Regions from separate parts of the Mus musculus genome. Here region 2 is linked to region 1. The links are chromatin contacts, called in public Hi-C maps. All regions are on one chromosome and are shown on one strand. Each heading gives the region's core, a stretch centred on a gene start, on an enhancer-like site or on the middle of the called end of the contact. The rest is flanking DNA. Distances are from core to core; before and after follow the strand shown. Region 1 overlaps Prickle1 (prickle planar cell polarity protein 1). Region 2 holds the start of Adamts20 (a disintegrin-like and metallopeptidase (reprolysin type) with thrombospondin type 1 motif, 20).

Evidence for each region. A called contact is a pair of places that touch in the nucleus more often than the background predicts.
Region 2: a contact with region 1 is called in a Hi-C map of cortical neurons, with 4 times the contacts expected there. The contact joins the promoter of Adamts20 here to the enhancer-like site in region 1. A contact is called at or near these places in 2 of 484 Hi-C or Micro-C datasets (cortical neurons and embryonic stem cells) and 2 of 115 datasets of contacts at active chromatin or transcription factors (astrocytes and bone marrow-derived dendritic cells).

What each region holds. Positions count from the first base shown.
Region 1 is chr15:93,509,036-93,512,261 of GRCm38.p6, forward strand. It overlaps Prickle1 (prickle planar cell polarity protein 1), which reads right to left. Exons shown (of 8, transcript NM_001033217.5): 3 at 1,636-1,749; 4 at 193-330. Among named protein-coding and RNA genes, the nearest start is that of Prickle1, 85 kb to the right of the region's middle. Within about 2 kb of position 1,851, at least 33 of the 459 cell types and tissues checked have an H3K27ac peak or open chromatin away from gene starts, as enhancers often do. A contact at or near this core is called in cortical neurons, where this site is marked.
Region 2 is chr15:94,403,097-94,406,317 of GRCm38.p6, forward strand. Adamts20 (a disintegrin-like and metallopeptidase (reprolysin type) with thrombospondin type 1 motif, 20) reads right to left here and starts at 1,254. Exons shown (of 39, transcript NM_177431.5): 1 at 903-1,254; 2 at 93-454. The coding sequence starts at 993.

The DNA of each region.
Region 1 (3,226 bases), core at 601-3,100:
TTATATCGATATGTTTTAACTACAGGGTTTCCCCCCTGCAAGACCCAGTTTCGTTCAATGAGACCGACTCCTGTGGTCACACAGCAGAGTGAGTAAGAAGCTAGGGTATGCATTCACGGCAGCCATCACCTACCCTCTGGGTCACCCTCCGCCGCTCCCACCAACCCTCTGCTCGCTCTAGAGAGGGCCTACCTGCTCACACACGGCGTGCATCACAGCTCTGGACAAGAGTTTGATGGTTCCTCTCCCCAGAGCTTCTTTCTTCCTCTGAGCACTGAACACCTGCAGCTCCTTCTTCTCTTCTTCGCTCAAAGACTGGCAGTACCGCACCTTCACAGGGGAGGACGGAAGTGCGTCACGGCGGGCCGTCCTTACAGCCCTTCCTTCCCAGAGTTTCAAGAAGTCAAACAGGGAAGCCTAGCTGCCCTGCCTCTAACCCTCAGTTGGCATGGCCGGGCGAAGCGACACACGCGCTTTCTATCCCAGGCACCCATGACCTAGAGACCTGTAGATCTTTGGGAGTTTGAAGCCAGCCTGGGCTACAGATCCAGATCTAGACCCTGTCTAAGAAAGAAAGAAAGAAAGAGAGAGAGAGAGAGAGAGAGAGAGAGAGAGAGAGAGAGAGAGAGAGAAAGAGAAAGGAAAGAAAGAGGAAAGAAAGAAAGAAAGAAAAAGGAAAGAAAGAAAAAGGAAAGAATGAAAGAGAAAGAAAGAAAAAAAGAAGAAGAAAGGAAGGAAGGAAAAGAAAAGGAAGAAAGAAAGAAAGAAAGAAAGAAAGAAAGAAAGAAAGGAAAGAAAGAAAGAAAGAAAGAAAGGAAGGAAAGAAAGAAAGAGAAAAAGAAAGAAAGAAAAAGAAAGAAAGGAAGGAAGGAAAAGAAAAGAAGGAAGGAAGGAAGAAAGAAAGAAAGAAAGAAAGAAAGAAAGAGAAAGAAAGAAAGAAAGAAAGAGAGAGAAAAAGAAAGAAAGAAAAAGAAAGAAAGGAAGGAAGGAAAAGAAAAGAAGGAAGGAAGGAAGAAAGAGAAAGAAAAAGAAAGAAAGGAAGGAAAAGAAAAGAAGGAAGGAAGGAAGAAAGAGAGAAAGAAAGGAAGGAAGGAAGGAAGGTAGGTAGGTAGAACGGACCTCGGTCTTTAGAAAAGAGGCGTGCTACCTGACAGAACAGGCGTGGCTTATTCTTTTCTGAATGTGAACTGACTGCAGGAAAGGATCCCACCTTTCTCCGAAGGCTGAAACTGGCTGTTTTCACTCCACATTCTACTGGCGCTCAGGTCAATCCTGAAACACCCTGAGGTGCCCACCCTGCACATGGAAGGAACCGCTCCTGATAGTTAATTGCTGGGTGGCTGAAAACACTATCAGAAACAACAAAACCCATGTGGGGCTTCCTGCTATGGTGGCGTTCTCTCTCTTCTCTAGGAAGGAAGGGAGGGAGGGAGGGAGGGAGAGAGAGAGAGAGAAAGAAAGAAAGAAACAGAGAGAGAGAGAGAGAGAGAGAAAGGGAGGGAGGGAGGGGAGAGAGAGAGAAGCTGTATTTTTAGGGTGCATTTTAAGAGAGGCCGAGCTGGGACTTCAGAAAGACCCCTCAATGCTTACTGTTTATTTTCTTTTTACTAATTAGCTTTCCTCCTGTTACTATACCTCGTTATCGTGTGGAGGCAACTGGTACAGGAGCTGTTTAATCCTGTGTTTCTCCCCAGGGCTGTTAACATAAGGAACCTTTTCCTCTGGCAAGCATGCGAAATAGAGCTGGATCTGTGGAGGCAGAAGCAGGGCATGGTGACATCAGTACACAGGAGGAAGGGCTGAGCCGCCTGCCTTTATCCTTCCCTCCTTTCCAGGGCTCGGCCTCCTGCAGCTAATGAGGGGACCAGCTGAGCCAACTCAGCAGAGGTGCAAACCTGCATCTGCTAGCATCCACTAGCATCCAGCTGCTAAATTGCTCCTCAGGAATGCAATTTGTAGTGACAATTAAGGGCACCATAAATTATGCGCGATCAAATGTGCACATTTATGGCGACTCTTCTTCCCTAGTCTTGCAAAGGTCAGCTGAGGGATCAAGGGGAGAGTGCTGGGTGACTTCTGTAAGTGACCACACAGGCTGTGTGACAAGATCCAACACCCAGCCTCTACACAAATAGACTCAGTTTTCTCTCGGAATTCTACGGTTCTCTCCAGCCTCGGCATGGCAGGCTGTCACCGGTGGGAGCTGCAGTATCCAGCTTCACTTTCCCCAAGGAAGCAGGAGAAGGGAGATGCTGAGCTAATCTGATTGTTGTCTTTTAGGAGCGTCCTAAAAGATGAACGCAGGATCCTGCATTGCTGAGATGGAACCAAAGGCATTCAAGTTAAAAAAAAAAAAAAAAAAAAAAGGAGTTTAGGGACCTGGGACTTGTCTGCTAGAAGCAGACCTACAAACACATGCCATCCAAAGACAGGAAGGATCTTCTCTACGAAACAGTTCGTCAAAACTCCACTTCCCTAACTGCTACACCAGCATAATTTTCCTTCCTGTATTGTTCTAGAAGCTTTTCCTTACGGTTACTATCATTGGATCCCATTATGGATGGTTGTGAGCCACCATGTGGTTGCTGGGATTTGAACTCAGGACCTCTGGAAGAGTGGTCAGTGATCTTAACCGCTGAGCCATCTCTCCAGGCCAAGATTCCCTATCTCAAAAGGGGTTCCCTTCCACCGCCCAAAGAACAGTAACTCATAATCAGGCACAGAACTGGTGGCATCTTCTATTCTGAAGGATACCTTTGCCTGTACAGGATCTACCAACCATTTTTAATAACCTCATCATAAGGATATTGGGAAATAAAAACAGGCAGGCAGATCGCTCCCATCTTTAAAACAGAGAAACAAAGGATGTGCCACAATGATGTGTCTCTGATCCCCACTGTAGTTGTCAAAGGCCATGTTTATCAGCAACACCACATTCCTCTTCCGTAGAGGGGCATTGTGGAGAACTGGCCTGGAGGTCGTCCTTCTATTTCCTTTTGTCCTTACTGAACCTTTGAGACATGTAATAGTGGCATACACCTTTAATTTCAGCACTTGGGAGGCATAGGAAGGCAGATCTCTGAGTTCTGTGAATTGGAGGCAAGCCAGGACTACACAGTGAGACCCCATTTCAAAAGACAAACACCCCTCCCCCACCCCACCTACCATTTAAAAACAAACAAAAAAAAAAAACAAAACTCCAAATGAGGAACGTTTCTCTTCCCTA
Region 2 (3,221 bases), core at 4-2,503, 890 kb after region 1:
GAACCTACTAGGAACCACCCACCATGCCCCAATCCCCAGACAGCCCTGGCCTGGATCAGAGAAAACTCATAGGGAGGTACAATCAGGCTTACCAGTCCTCCACAGAGACTGAAGACAGCAGTGTGGTCCTCTCGCGCGTTGACCTGGCCACGGTAGAAACAGTGGCGCAGGTCTGGGGACTCCGTGCTGCGCCCGCCTGGTCCAGGTACCGGGGTCCCCAAGTGCACCTCAGTGTAGCCTGCAGCCAGGAAGGCCGCATCAGCGCTCAGGTTCAGCTGGAAGAGCTGCCCGTAGGCGCTGATTCGGTAGTGGGTCCTGAACGGAGGAGGCTCCGGCACCCCGGAGCTACGTTTCTTCCGGCTGAAATGCCGGTTCTGGGGAAACACGTCTCCGAACTCATTGACCCGCGTGGGGGTCACCACTTCGTAGGAGGCCAGAGTCTTCACCAGGGCTTCTGCAACACACAGCGAAATGTCTATGAAGCCCCGACGCTGTCCAACCCACAAGCTCTTGAGCCAAGCATCCCTACCCAAGGTCCCCAGTTTTGGTCAGTCTCAGGGGCACGACAGATATACACACACGCACACACCTGGGCACCGTGGGCATGTACTGCTTTCCCACGGGTCCTATATGCTCTATACAGACCTTGCCACCCACCACCCAGCGCAGCCACCTCCTTGCCAGCCCCTCTTCTCTTCCCAGCCTCCAGCAACCCGTGTTGTCCGGATGCACGCTGCTCCATGCCCCACGCGTGCCCGCCGCATGATCAGGAGAGCGTGTCCCCAGAGATTCCACGACAACCAAAAAAGTCCTCGGGGATGCTCTGAGCTGGGTGGCCTGGGGTCTCCAACCAGTCTGCACCACCCACTCGCACCCGGCCCAAGCGCCCACGGCGACCTTACCCTGTCGTGGGTGGAAACGAACTTCCCAGGACCCAGTGAGAAGGAGCGAGATCGGGCAGAGCAACCCGGTCAGCCACTTGGCCACCCGCATGGCTGCACACAGGGGAGGGGATCCCGACTGGGAGGCCGCCCCAGGGCCGCCGGCTCCCCGAGCTCCGCTGCCCTCCTCCGCGCTCTAGCGGTTCTCCGCGGCGTCTCAGCAGCCTCCTGAGCACCCGGGACTGCACCCCGGCTCGCCTCGCCCCGCCGCCAGTCCCCGCTCCCGGCGCCGCTGCCTCATCGCGCGCTGCCCGCCTGGCTCTCTCAGGCCCGCGCGCCCCGCGCTCCCGCGCCACCCTGGGAAGCGCTCGCTGCCCGGCCCAGCGGGAACCGAGCCAGAGTAGCGGGGCGCGCGGGGCGGCGGAGGGCCCGCCCCCCAGGACCTGGTCGACCAATCAGCGGGAGGCGCGGCGGCTCGGCCTCCCGCGCAGCCCCTGCCCCGCGCAGCCCCGCCCGCGGGCGCGCGCACCGGGACCTCCCTGGCTGCAGCTCCGCGTCCCCAGGACCAGCCAGACCCCACGCACGTTGACAGGTGATAGGAGCACGGAGTGAAATGACAAGTGTCAGACCGGGGCCTATGCAATTCACGTTTGAGAGGTCCTATTCGGCTTCCCACGCAAAATAACCATCCGTAACCGGATGCTATCCATGGAGCTTGTGGTGAGGCTCAGTTTTTTGAGGGTCCCTGTGTGCAGGGAGACTCTGGAGTTTGGAGGATACGGAGCTAGAAGACTTGTGTATGACTGCATTAACCTATCTCTCTTGGTTGAGGAAGTTCAAGGAGGTCATTGGAGTCTCCAGAACTCCAGTCACATGTGATTACTGTTGCCTGTCTGCGCCTTTGGTTTTGTGCTTAAATATGCACAAAGGACTCTCCCCAAAACATACAAATGTCAAGAACCACGGAACATCTGCCTGTTTCTGGGACCAATCTCTCCACCGAGTGAAGAAAGCCCTCTGTCAATGTTAACTCTCGTCAACAATATCTGTAGCTCTGAATCCGTGCGCAAGGCCAGGCCCTACTGCAACGGACAAACTTTAGCATGAAGAGAAAAACAGCTTCTTTTCAAGGGTACTTCTCGTGTCCTGAGCTCACCTGTTTGATTTGCAGGATCTGCAATTACTTCTATTACCAGAACGGAAAAAAACGGGGGAGAGGGGCTGGGAGCCTTGAAATCCAACCAAGGCCATTAACCAGGGAAGGCAAACCTTCACGGATACAACGGGGTGACTGCAGCTCAGTTTGGCTTACAGTCACTGTTGCAGTCACTGTTGCGCTCTGGGCTCTTGGCCTTGGAAATTGCCCTCTAACCATACGTTCCCTCCTTCCATGTCACCGGTATCAATCTTCTGTTGTTGGCAGCACGGGTAGTAGAAGAGTTTCAGGAAGGGAGAGTCGAAACTTATATTTGATGGTGAAATCCCCAGCTGGGTGGTGGTATGGTAATCCTCACTCGCTCCTCTTTTCCTTCCCACTTTCCCACCAGTGCCATTCCATCCACCAGAGAATTAGAGAGCATGGCAGGTTTAGGTTAGAATGTGGTGGTCTTAAAGAGAACAACAACGGACTTTACCCACAACTGTGCGTTTAACCTTTACCATCCTCCACGCTGGGCACTTTAATGGCATGCAGCTCTGAGTACATCTTGGCATTTGGAGCCAGGCCTTTCCACCTACAAAGACCCGAAACCAGAATCATACCACACTAATTGCTACCCGACTGCTGAGAGACACCTTGTTTTCATCGCTGAAGGTTCAAAGCATCAAAGCAGTGCTGGTAACGGAGCGTTTCGTTTTCAACACATCTGACATTTTGGAAATATTGTGTTCATGGGACAGTTCATGTGCTGTCTGTGTCACTCTAATCTTATAGATATATTTTAATTAATCCTCTGAGAATTCCATACAATATGTTCTGCCCCCAGTCACCGCCTTTCCCCGCCCCCAACTCCTCCCAGGTCTGCTCCCAACTTGCCAGTATTCTCGCAACTTTGTGTCCTATTATTTAATAGCCTCCGGAGGAGTCCAGTTTGCATTGTCTACTTACTCTTGGGAATAGGGCCATTCACTGGAGTGCGGTTAATAGGGCCATTCACTGGAGTGCGGTTAAACTATAGTGAAACTCACCGGTATAGAAAACAGACTCCTGTCCCCCCAGAAATGACCTGTCCACAGCTGGTGTGTGCCCATGCACCGGTCACACTCCAAGCTAGAACGTTGACTTGCATGAACTAAATGCAGATTTAATGCAGACAGCCACAGCTGTCGTGAAAGTATACA